Linked DNA regions of Sus scrofa: all the other regions are linked to region 2. Evidence: chromatin contacts called from public Hi-C data. All regions are on one chromosome and are shown on one strand. The core of a region is the stretch at or near the end of the contact, and the rest is flanking DNA. Distances in the headings are between cores, read along the strand shown.

Region 1 (3,805 bases), core at 879-3,378, 120 kb after region 2:
AGAAAAATGAAGTTTAACATCTGCCAAGAAACGTCCCAAAATAAGACCCCTGTCAAATGAACAATGAAGAAAAGATTGGAAATGACAAATTCTTCTATTTGGACCTTCAGCTACTTTAAAAATAAAGCTGAGGAATGCAGCTTTTCCAAAGCCTTGTCTTCAGTTTCCCCTTAATCTTCATATTTTTAACTTAAAAAAAAAGAAACAACCTAGAAATATGATTACCACTCTTATGAATTCCTTTTAAAGCAACTTAATGAATAACAGATCTTTTGTGCAAGTAGCAAACCACAGAGGACAGTTTTGCTGGCTGATAAAAATCTCTCTTAAACTCATAAAAACATACCCTTCAAAGACAAACACTGATTTTCCAGGTATGGAAATCATATTAAGACTTAAAATGGTGGGCACGTTTGATATATGCACTAACTTATTGCAAATGCTCTTACTTGAACAACAAAGTTAGTAAATTCTTATTTACTGTGTGTCAAAGTCGAAAAAATTAGAAGTCCAGGAGGAAAAAGAAAAAAACAAAAAACAAAGGTAAACCCTAGAGCCAATGAGAAAAAACATGCAACTACTTAGGGTCAAACAAGATTATGGAATCACTTCCAAAGCCTGGGAGTTACTATCAAAGAAACCAAAACTTGTTTAGGATTGTTTGTTGAGGACAGAGGTGTGGTTATATCCTAAGTAAAAAAAGTTTCAGGAGGCCTTCCAATGGGAAGATGCTGCTGCATGAAGAAGTGTTTTTGAGACTGTGCAAAAATACAAAACAAAAAAAAAAAAATCCCCAACCCTACCACAAATGTTTTCCAGAATACACAGCCAAATACTTAAATACGAGGAGAGATCATCTTAGCAAAAAAAATAGTGGGTTGCTACAGCGTTCCTATTGTCCAGACCAGCAGTCAGAAGAAATGAGTGTGCGCGCGCGCGCGTGCGCTGGGAAGCACTATTTCCACAAGCTGGTTTATACAGGAAAGAGTGCCCATGCTCCCTTGGATACACTTATCTCGGGTTCACTGAAAGATAAAGCTGACTTGGGTAATGCGAAGGCCACCTTGTCTCTGCAGGTGCTATTAAACATCGTGAAGGGAGAAGGAGAGAGAAACTATCTGATCCTTGAGACCGACACGTGGGAAAGTAAATAAGAGCAGGCTGTCATCGCCATTAATCAATTTCTCGAACTGATCAAGCATCAACAAACACGTCTAGGTGGGCAAGGTCGGGAGCGCCAAGTTATCTTTCCGCCCCTGAAATGAAGGCTCCTGAGGCTGCGATCTTAGCCAGGACGCCTGAAAAGCACGTGTCCTCCCCTTTGGGTCTGGGGACCGTCCCGGGAAACAGTGGTTCAGAGTGAAAGTCCAGCACCCTCTGGCTGGCTCAGGCAGGCAAGCCTAACAGGGATGCGCTCTGATGGGAAAGCTCCGGGCCCCGGAGAGGAGACACCAAGAGGCGGCGGCGCTCCAGGGTTCCACCGTGTCCCCCAGCCCGACTCACCTCTGCGGCGGGGATGTTGACCACGCCGGTGGAGCGCCGCTTCTCCCGCAGCTTCCTCTTCTCGATCTGCCCCTTGCCTTTCCTGGCACTGGGGCCCGAGCTCTTGCCCTTCTCCGGGGCGCCGTCCCGTTCCTCCTCTGCGCCCCGGGAGGGAGCAGCGCCCGAAGCGGCGGCGGCGGCGCCCCCGGCGGCGGCGGGAGCCTCATCCTCAGGCCGCCGCGGGCCGGGGGCGGCGCGGGCCAGCGGCGCCGGCCCCCCGCGCAGTTCACGCCCCCGGGGGCGGCAGGTGCTGCGGCGCCGCCCGGGAGGTTGTTGTTGAGCTCGTTGGCCGCCGCGGCGGCCGAGGTGCTGCCCAGGGCGCCCGGGGGGAGCTTCCCGGCCGCGTCGCCGGTGCCCCCGCCGGGGGCGGCCGGGCCCGGGGGGTTCTGCTTGGCGCGCATCTTCTCGCGCTTCGCCTTCCACTCCTCCAGGAAGTCGGTGGTGCTGCCGCCGCCGCCGCCGGCCCGGTAGCCGCCGGTCGCCATGTTCCCCGCGGGCCGGCCGGGCTCGCACCTCCGGCCGCCCGCCCCGGCTCTGGCTGCCGCCGCCGCTTCCTTCCCGCCACCCGGAGGAGGCGAGGGAACGACCCGCGGCGCGGGGCCCGGCCGCGGCGCCCCGGGACACCGGCTGCTCTGCGGGGAGACACAAAAGGGGGCGGGGGAAGCGCCGCGTCAGGTCCGCGCCCGGCCCGAGGGTCTGTCCCGCGGCCGCGCCCCCTGCGCCGCCCCCCCGAGAGCGCGCCCGCTCCGCGCCGCCGGCGAGGAGCCGCCGAGTCCCCACCCTGCCAAGTTTCTCCAACGCACCTACACGGCGGGCCGGGACGGTCGCCGCCCCTCGAGGGGAGGAGAGAGGCACTGTCCCCACCCCCGGCTCGCCCGCCCCTCCGCGCCGGGGTCGGCGCCCGCGGCGATCGGGGGACCCGGGCCGCGGCGCACCACCTGTCGGCCCGTCGCATCTCCTGCCCCCCGCCCCGGCCCGGAGTCCCCGCCGCCCGCACCCTCACGCCCGCGGCGAGGCGCGGAGCCCGCTCGCCGGCTCCCGGAGGAGGCGGGACGCGTCCGGGCCCCGCTGTCCAGCCGAGTCCGAGAGAAGCCAGGGCGCGTGCGGAGGGCGGACGGCCCGGGAGGCCGCTTACCTGGGAGGAGTTGGGGGGCCGCCGCGCGGGGACAGGAGCGGGCGCCCAGGTGAGCCGCGGCGCTCGCGCGGAAGGAGCCGCCGCGTCCAACTCGCCGCCCGGAGCCCGCGGCTCTCCCGGCCTGGGAGGCGGGAGGGAGGGGGGAGGAGGGAGGGGGAGCCGAGCGGCGCCGAAGGGCGAGCGGAAAGGACCGAGGCGGCGCGCGAGGGGCGCGGCGCGCGGCGGGGGGCGGGGGGGCTGCGCCCCCGAAGCCCCGCCCCCGGCGCTCAGGTGCGCGGCGCCGCGTCCCGCCCGCGGAGCGCAGCGCACATTCCTGGGCTTGCAGCCTCCCGGCGTCCGGCCTCCCGGCGCCTCCGACTCTGGGGCGGAACCCGGCCTCCACGCCCTTGTCCCCGCTGCTCGCCTCCGCCTCTCCCGTCTCCCACCACTCTTCCTTTTAAGTACAAGACACATTCTTCCCGGGAAACTCTCGAACACTGCTGCAATCAACTGGTGATGATTCAGGGCCTGACTAGCCAGGAGGGGAAAACACTCGCGCGTCACTTGGCCCCGTCGCTGCCCCCTTTTCAGAGGTGCCGGGACGGCAGGCAGGAGAGTACAGAGCTGAAACCCAAGACCCCCTTGTGTCTGTGGCCTCGGGTGAAAGTGCTGGTGGAAAGGAGGGGCTTCCACTGCCGGGGTGTTGCCAAGGTTTGACTATTCGTTCCCCTAGGCTTGCAGGAAGAAAACTAAAAACTCGTTTAACAATGTATTGGCGATCCCGTTTCTGCTTGGGGTTGCCTCTTAACCTTGTCTCACCACCGCCTCTTTACCGGTAGTGAATTTAAGAGCAAAGCTCCCCGCCAACGTCCTCGAGCTGCACTGACGTTGATCGGCTAAGAGCTGAGGCGGTGATTGTCTGTTTTCCTCCCTCTAACGTGCCATAGGCTAAATCTTATCCTCAGAGGCAAGTCATCTCAGATTCTGGCTCAGGACTGGGTAGCCTGCCCTCTCAACACCCGAGACCGACTTCACGGTACCCAGGTAATGCCAGGCATACACTATCACAGGCGACCCATGCCTGGTCACCATTTTGTGCAAGGTAGGCGAGCCCTGAGTCACATTCTTACTTAACAGAGGTCTTTCTTC
Region 2 (3,805 bases), core at 333-2,832:
TTTCTATTCTTTCCCACATAGATTAAACCAAAATAAAATTAGCCAGGCCTAATTTGATTCCAACCCAAGCCACACACCCTGCGTATTCCATTCCAAATCAAGATTCATTTACTAGCGTCCTTGGGGCCCAACGGAATGACCTACTGGAATTCATCAGCGAGGTCACAGAATAATATTGCAGGGCAACAAAAGAATGTGAAAAACACAAACAAGCCTGGAAACAGACTGGCCCAAACACATGGCTTGCTTAAGATGTTTCTTGTGGAATTTCAACGTTAAAAAATTCAGCCTCCCAGCAGGAGCAGCAGCCAAGGGGGAAGCAGATGCATTTGCATGTACTCATGGGTTCATCCACGCCTCCAGCCAACACTTGCTGAGCACCTAGTAGACTCCCAGACCCGGTGCACTCATGGACCCTCGAGCAGCAGAAGAGACGTCGGGGGGCCTTTCTAGTGCCCAGTTCTGCACTAAAGCTTGTCTCCCCGCTGCCTGCAGCATCCCTTCTGTATGTTATGAAATCTATGAGCATAAGCTTCACATTTCACCTGCTTCTATCTTTCGGTCATTGAGAAGCTGAATCAGCCACCTCCCTTTTGAGTCTCGCAACCAACAGCGTATGGATTCTTTTAATCTCAAGGAGTTTAGACTTTTTTTAACTTTCTTCGGAAGTCAAGAGTCACTCTAAAGGATGAAGTCAATTCATGTGCCAACAATATAAGAGCCACTGATATAATAGCTATACATGGTTTTATACCAGTGATAAGCCACTCAGTAGGGTTACCTCATGCGACAAACTCCCACCATATTTTTGATGCTCAAAATCCTGTTCATATAATAGAAGGTGAGAGAGTACGACGCCCATTTTGTAAATTAGGCAGGGCAGGCTAAAGAAGGGGAAATGACACAGCCAAAGCCACTTATAGTGGTGAATCCAAATCAAGACCATCTGAAGCAGAAACGGGCACCGCAGTGTGAATCGACTGTACTTTATTTAAAATGCACTGCTTAGTCCTAAATCTTTGGTTTTAGCAGCATACCATCTGCCCGGTCGGAATTAAAAACAAAAATTAAACACGTTGTAACAGCAGCCTATGGGTCTGTCAGACTTCCACAAACAGAACAAAAACGTTCACTTACTTAGAACATGTCATGTCAGCGAACAGGAAATCAGAAAAGCTGTATCTGTCCCCACATTTCATCATTATTTAGCTAATTAACCCACTGGGTCAAGTTCTGTGACAATTTTACACACTATTAAAAGAGTATAAAAATTGTCCTTTAAATTTTATAGGAAGTACAAAATCATTAATTCTAAAGTATTTTATATCCTACCTAGTGCAGCTGTACGAATTCTGAAAAGGGAGAGAAAAAAGCCCATATCCATTTTCTTCTGAGCAATATCTTAGGAGAGAGGGTACTTTTTTTTTTTTTTTTTTTGGATGTCTCTTATTTCGTGTCTAGAATATTGCAGTCACAATCAGCGAATTCTTTAAATTCCTCTCACGGACACCCCTTTGCACCATGAATCCGAAATTATGTAGGCATTTTCCCTTCTACACAAACAGACTGACTGGCTTGCAGCAGGTACTGAGTAATCAGTGGCAGGATCAAAGGTCAAAATCTCTGATCTGTATTCTAACCATGGCAGGACAGGTCACACCTCTGCAAACAAGCTGGAAACTGTGACACTCTCTCCAACAGCAACCGAATTCTCTAAGCTGAGCCTCATTTTAGCCATCGGTTTCTTTCAGCTCCCTTGCTAAATCTTTTTTCCCAGATCTGCTTCTTTCTCTTTCTCGCTTCATGCCTAACAAGCAAGGAAACAGACAAAAAGAAAGCTGTAGGTGTGGAGCCACAAGCCTGAAAAACCCGACGAAATGAGAGTTAACTAAATGGATTTCTTTGCTACAGTTCAGAACGCGACTTTTCTTGAATAATAGAACGAGTCCAAGGATCTTCAGCAGGGTACAAAGTGAGTCTGTAATAGAATTTCACTTGCATGAAAATGTTTGCAGAGTCACCAAATGGACTTAAGAAAACGCGTAAGGTGGTTTTTCCAAAAGGAAAAAAGAAAAACCACCTGTCAGAACTCTGCCACCAGGACAAAACTGATGCAAAAAACCAGTCACAAAAATCCTTCAGAAAAGGTCGTCTGGTCACCCAAAGAAATTTATAAATTGTCTGGAGAAGATGGATCAGATGCCATCAACACTATTCTTACGCATTAGGAAGCATGGCGGGGGGGACGAAGCCTACGTGGAAATAACAATGCAAACAGTTCCATCTTTACCAGGAAAGACATACTGACCAGGCATTTTTTAAAAACCGTACTTAATTCCTTAAAAATGCTAGAACCTCAAGAAGTTTCACCAGTCCTTTGGGGCCAGCTCTCCTCCCTCTGTGCTTGCTCCCGGTGCATCCATCCTTTAACTACCTGTAAATTTACTGAAGTCAGAGACCGTCTGATTCATTTCAGTACAGCCTTCAGCATATACCTCTGTGCTCTTACAATCATAAACAGGAGAGTTTAAATGAGCAGTTTTCGGAGCTCTCGTTGCAAACATATCCGACCAGTATCCTTGAGGATTCAGGTTCGATGCCTGGCCCCGCTCAGTGGGTTAAGGATGCGGCGCTGCCCGGAGCTGTGCTGTAGGCCGCAGAGGCAGCTAGATTTGGCATTGCTGTGACTGAGGCAAAGGCCAGAAGCTGCAGCTCTGATTCGACCCCTAGCCTGGGAACTTTCATATGCCACAGCGGAGGCCCTAAACAAACAGACAAACAAAAAACAACAAAAGAGAGAGTGGTTTTCAAACTTTGGGTGCATGAGCATCACCAGAAGATTTTGCTAAAAGGCCCAACCTTCAGACCCCAGATTCCAGAAAATCGGATCTAGTACATCTGAACTGAACTCAGCGATTAATTCAGATATTCAATAAGCATTTATGAAGTATTTACGTGGTAGGTGTTTTAACTCCACTATACGAACAAGGATTCAGAGCCACAAGTAAAGTAACTTGCTAAAGATCACAAAACAAAATAAGTAAAGGGTCACGTTTAGGCTGAAGTAGCAGCCTCCCCCTACTCACTCATTCATTCTTCATTCACTTACTCCACTGGTCATTAAAAACCTGCGGGCTTTCGAAAGGAAAACTCACACACCGACACCAAACGCCAATTATTTCTGTACTCTTCGCTGGCAGTCCCGAAAAACCTTCCCCCCGTGGCGCCCTGGAAGCCATCGGAAAGTGCACACGAAAGAAGAGAAGAGGGATGGCCTGGCTTTATTTCTAGAGATGGCAGCACTTCGCTATTTTACGAATAGCTCTTTTCTTCGTACACTAATTTTTTTCAATGGGAAATATATTTTCAGAGGTGACTTTTAAATCTTTCTGTCTAGTGGCTTAGTCTTTTAGACGTTAGGAAAATCCATCTCTTTAAATTCATATTACCTTTCATAATCCCCATCAATATAAACGGAAGTCCCCAATTTTGTTTCTGTTTTTGTTTTTGGGCTTTTTTGGGCTGCACTCACGGCCTATGGAGGTTCCCAGGCTAGGGGTCGGATCGGAGCTACAGCTACTGGTCTCGACCACAGCCACAGCAACGCCAGATCCCAGCCACGCCTGCGATCTACAGCACAGCTCAGGCAACGCCAGATCCTTAGCCCACTGAGCGAGGCCAGGGACCGAACCCGCAACCTCAGGGTTCCTAGTCGGATTCGTTTCCACTGATCCACGACGGGAACTCCAAGTCCCCAATATTTTTAATCGAAAAGAGTATCACTTGCTTTAATTTTTCTCATCAG
Region 3 (4,050 bases), core at 1,337-3,836, 84 kb after region 2:
TAGTGGACCATCTTCAAAACGAATGCGGATTTATCCACGTTACATAACACTGAAACTCCGAGATACTAAAGTATTCAGCCTTTAAAGTAAATACTTCCAAAGAGCACTTATGTTTTACTGCTTCTTTTCAATGTTTACACAGATTAAATTTACTAACTATTCCAAAAGGAAGCCAGAAAAATGTTATGAAAAGAATTCTATCTGTTAAGTGTCTTGACAAGTAACACTTCTAAAAATTTAAACTCGCGCTAAAAATCTCTGCAGTATTTTGCAGCAGCAGCATTTCGGATATTGGATAAAATAAGCCAATGTACAAGGTCAAACACTCTCATATCCTCCAGAGACAAGCTTTAACTGTTCTTGTCATTAAAAACACTTGCCCTGCTCTGTCCTCATCCGAGAGCTTCGTCTCCGACAGCGGCACCGCAGCAATGAATGGCTGAAGAGCACTCGTTCACAGCACTGTCCAGACAGACCCCCCAATGCCTAAATAAGACTAAAATTTTCAAATGCCAAAGCAAACCCCATTTTACAACGGAGCACATTTCAATACACGAGCATTCAGAATATCAATTACATTATCATATAACTTAACAAGAAGAAAATAAGCTATACAGCAGCTTGAGACCAGACATTCATTAAAAAACTCCTCAATGATAAAGACAGAACATCAGAAGTTCTAAAAAAATTATTTTCTGTGATACTTAGGAAGGATTCTGTCTGTGGTTCATCCTGTTTCTTTTTTTTTTTTCTTTCCCGATATTTAACAAAAGAAAATAATTGGTTTTAAAAGACTACATATACCTCAAAAGCAATTTCACAAATCACTGAAAGGAGAGAGAAGAAAGGCAAGTGTGGGGGGTGGGCATGGAAAGAAAAGATTCACTCTTAACCAACTATTTTATTGGACACAACTGCAAAAAATACAGTATTTAGGAGTTCCCATCAGGCTCAGTGGTGAACGAATCCGACTAGGAACCATGAGGTTGCGGGTTCGATCCCTGGCCTCGCTCAGTGGGTTAAGGATCCGGTGTTGCGGTGGCTGTGGTGTAGGCCAACAGCTGCAGCTCTGATTGGACCCCTATCCCGGGAACCTCCATATGCTGCGGGTGCAGCCCTAGAAAAGGCAAAAAGAGAAAAAGAAAGAAGACCTTTAAAAATGCTGAAGCCAATACATTGCTCGCTGCGTTGAGTGCTTGGCTCGTGTTAACAGCAGCCGTTAAAGCAAACCTAACACAGACACAGTGGGTTACAAATGCAGGTACGTGGAGCTCTGAAATAAGCTACAACGAGCAGCCTCTGATGAACTTCCCCGAGTCAGGAGTAGCCAGAGGAAGCGAAAGGAGGGAAACAGGAAAGAACACAGATAAAACCCTTTTCCCCCCGGTAACGTCAACGTGGCATTGACAGGAATCTGGTCTTTTCCTGATCAACTGGCCACGTGAGGAACAGAGAGTGAACGTTATTAGGTACCGCCAGAAAATCCAAGACCACAGACCACAAAAAAAGGAGCAGAAGTTCTAGAAGGAAGCCTTGAGAAAAGGAGAACAGAGGGAGAGAGAAGACAGAGCTTAAAAGCACTTCGTGGGGATAAGCTTCCCCGAGTACACAGCTACGACCTTCACCACCTCGCAAGGTAAGAATGTTTTTCTGTGTTACACGTGGTTTCCTAACAGCCCAAACCAAAGGCCAAGCTCTGGCTCGCAGCAGCCTTACCTGGAGAGCTTGCGAACACAAACACGGGCCTGAGTTAATGCTCCAGGATTTGCATTTCTCATGAGGCCGTAGGTTCTGATGTTTGACTCGAGAGCACATTGCAACACACACTGCCTTATTCTTACTCTTCCGTAGCACCTCTCCCACTCATGACTGTTTACTTCAGATCTGTCGTCTGGGGACAGGAAAGACTCTCCTAAACCCATGGATGTACTCGTATCACTTACCACAACGCCAGATACATCACACGCTCCAAATATCGTTTACTGAATACAGACATAAACGAAAGCACGGTGTAAATGTACGGGCAAAAGCCAGGAAAAACGTGAGATACAAAGAGGCAGAAAAATGCAAAAAAGTTACAAGAAAAAACATCAATGAATATTTTATATCATTAAAAGATGGTATTTGTAGGAGTTCCCTTGCAGCTCAGCAGGTCAAGGATCCGACACCATCACTGCAGTAACTGCAGTGAGTGGCATGGGTTCAATCCCTGGCCCAAGAACTGCTGCAGGTCACGAGCATGCCCCCCCCCCCAAAAGAAGGCGGTATTTTTAAACAGCAGGTGTGGTGAATTCACGGGGAGAAGAGAATCTGTTGCGGAGACACTGCCGTTACGTGGCTACGATCTAAATCATCACCACCACAAACACGCAGCAGGTGCCCCGAGTCAGGCGCTGACACCAGGCCGGTCCACCCCCTCCACCGCCCGCAACGCTCCCCCGCCTTTCAGAGGCAAGGCAGCGAGGCTGGGGTGAGGAAATCTTGTGCCCTCAGAGGCAGAAGGACCGAGGCGTCAAACCCCAGGTTTTCCTACCTCCTCTGCTCAGAGAATGGCCAGAGGCAAACCTTTTGCCCTGTTGACCTCTTGCTTAACTCTCACTCTTTCCATTACGTCAGGTTTTTGTTAGAGCTGTTTGGTGTTTATGTTTAACCCACCATTTAACGAGCACCCCAAGCGCTCAGTAACTCGGGGGTCAAGGATGGTCCGACGTCAATTCAGTGGACACGGTGCGCATGGGTCTGACGTCCAAATAAAGCCGACGTCTTCGTTTATAAGACGGGGCAGTGACACCAGCCACACGGGAGACGTGCTGAGCAGCAGCACCTCGCTTCTAGTGTCATCACCACCGTCGCCGTCCTTATTACTAATCCACAGATCAACCCCAAGATGACTATTAGTCCCAGGCGACAAATGAGGAAACGGAGGCTAACAGAGCAAGTCCCGGCATCTGTAACCACATCTATTTGACTTAAGTACCAGTTGAGGCTGATTATTTTATCTATACGTAAAGTGCTGTTAACCAAGATTTTGTTTTTAAAAGTTGCAACTTATAAACCTTAAAGGGAGTTTCCATCATGGCTCAGCGGATCTGACCAGTACCCATGAGGATGCAGGTTCAATCCCTGGCCTCGCTCGGTGGGTTAAGGAGCGCTGTGAGCTGTGGCGTAGGTCGCAGATGCAGCTGAGATCTGGTGTTACTGTGGCTGTGGTGTAGACCAGCGGCTACAACTCCAATCCGACTCCTAGCCTGGGAACCTCCATAGGCCGCAGGTGTGGCCCTAAAAAGACAAGGAAAAAAATAATAATAATAATAATCCTGAGTCTTCTCATTTATAGGAAAAGATTTTGTGTAGGTGATGAGGGTGGAGGGAGAGACTGTGTAACAGAATTAACCTCCACCTCCGATGAAGATTCGAGGCGCAGTGCGGAAAAGAAAGTGAAGCGGAAGCGTCTCCCTCCCCTGTGATAAACCGCACGTCCTGAGAGGGGCCTTCAGCAAGACCTTGGTCTGATGCAGCCCCACGTTCTCAGAGGCTGTATCTCTCATTCTAGGACACACGCCCTCCCTGGAAATCCAGCCCCTGACAGGCAGAGGCACAGCACACCTACGACCTCTGTGTGCACAGCACCAACCACTCCAACGACGCGCGTGCAGGGCGCTGGCTGGTCCAGAGACTTCAGAGAACGGGCGACCAGAGCAGTACACGCTGGGACCCTTGCCGTGTGAACCGCGTCCCCCCCACCCGGGAGCCATGTGGTGGCGGTTTAAGCAGCCTCGGCGTGCAGACAGACCTCCCCGTGGCGTAGCATTAAATCTGTTTCTACAATTACCACAGCCGAGGTCAAGGTGGTACATGCTCATTTCCTTCCAACTGTCAAGGCCTGTCTGTAGGAATTAGTATAATGTTTCCTTTGTTTTTTAAAACCTGTGGCTCACCTCCTGGAAGAAAGGGCACATGTCAACCCAGGTGTTTCTCTCTTCAAAGGCACTGTTATCATTAACACCTACAGGAGAGTCCCGACCACGACCACGCAAGCTTCAGAATGCA

What was found. Hi-C and Micro-C count contacts between places; a contact is called where the count stands out from the background.
Region 1: a Hi-C map of liver shows a contact between it and region 2, with 5 times the contacts expected there. The contact joins the promoter of PAWR here to the enhancer-like site in region 2. A contact is called at or near these places in 1 of 5 promoter capture datasets (liver), 6 of 47 Hi-C or Micro-C datasets (embryonic fibroblasts, fetal heart ventricle and liver) and 1 of 2 datasets of contacts at active chromatin or transcription factors (skeletal muscle).
Region 3: a contact with region 2 is called in a Hi-C map of liver, with 3 times the contacts expected there. The contact joins two enhancer-like sites. A contact is called at or near these places in 6 of 47 Hi-C or Micro-C datasets (fetal liver, fibroblasts and liver).

What each region holds. Positions count from the first base shown.
Region 1 is chr5:101,691,468-101,695,272 of Sscrofa11.1, reverse strand. PAWR (PRKC apoptosis WT1 regulator protein) reads right to left here and starts at 2,128. Exons shown (of 7, transcript XM_021092812.1): 1 at 1,763-2,128; 2 at 1,504-1,760. The coding sequence starts at 2,027.
Region 2 is chr5:101,810,063-101,813,867 of Sscrofa11.1, reverse strand. No RefSeq gene overlaps it. Among named protein-coding and RNA genes, the nearest start is that of PAWR, 120 kb to the right of the region's middle. Within about 2 kb of position 1,582, at least 18 of the 83 cell types and tissues checked have an H3K27ac peak or open chromatin away from gene starts, as enhancers often do. A contact at or near this core is called in fetal liver and liver, where this site is marked.
Region 3 is chr5:101,726,962-101,731,011 of Sscrofa11.1, reverse strand. The region is part of intron 2 of PAWR (PRKC apoptosis WT1 regulator protein); the gene reads right to left. Among named protein-coding and RNA genes, the nearest start is that of PAWR, 36 kb to the right of the region's middle. Within about 2 kb of position 2,586, at least 2 of the 83 cell types and tissues checked have an H3K27ac peak or open chromatin away from gene starts, as enhancers often do. A contact at or near this core is called in fetal liver and liver, where this site is marked.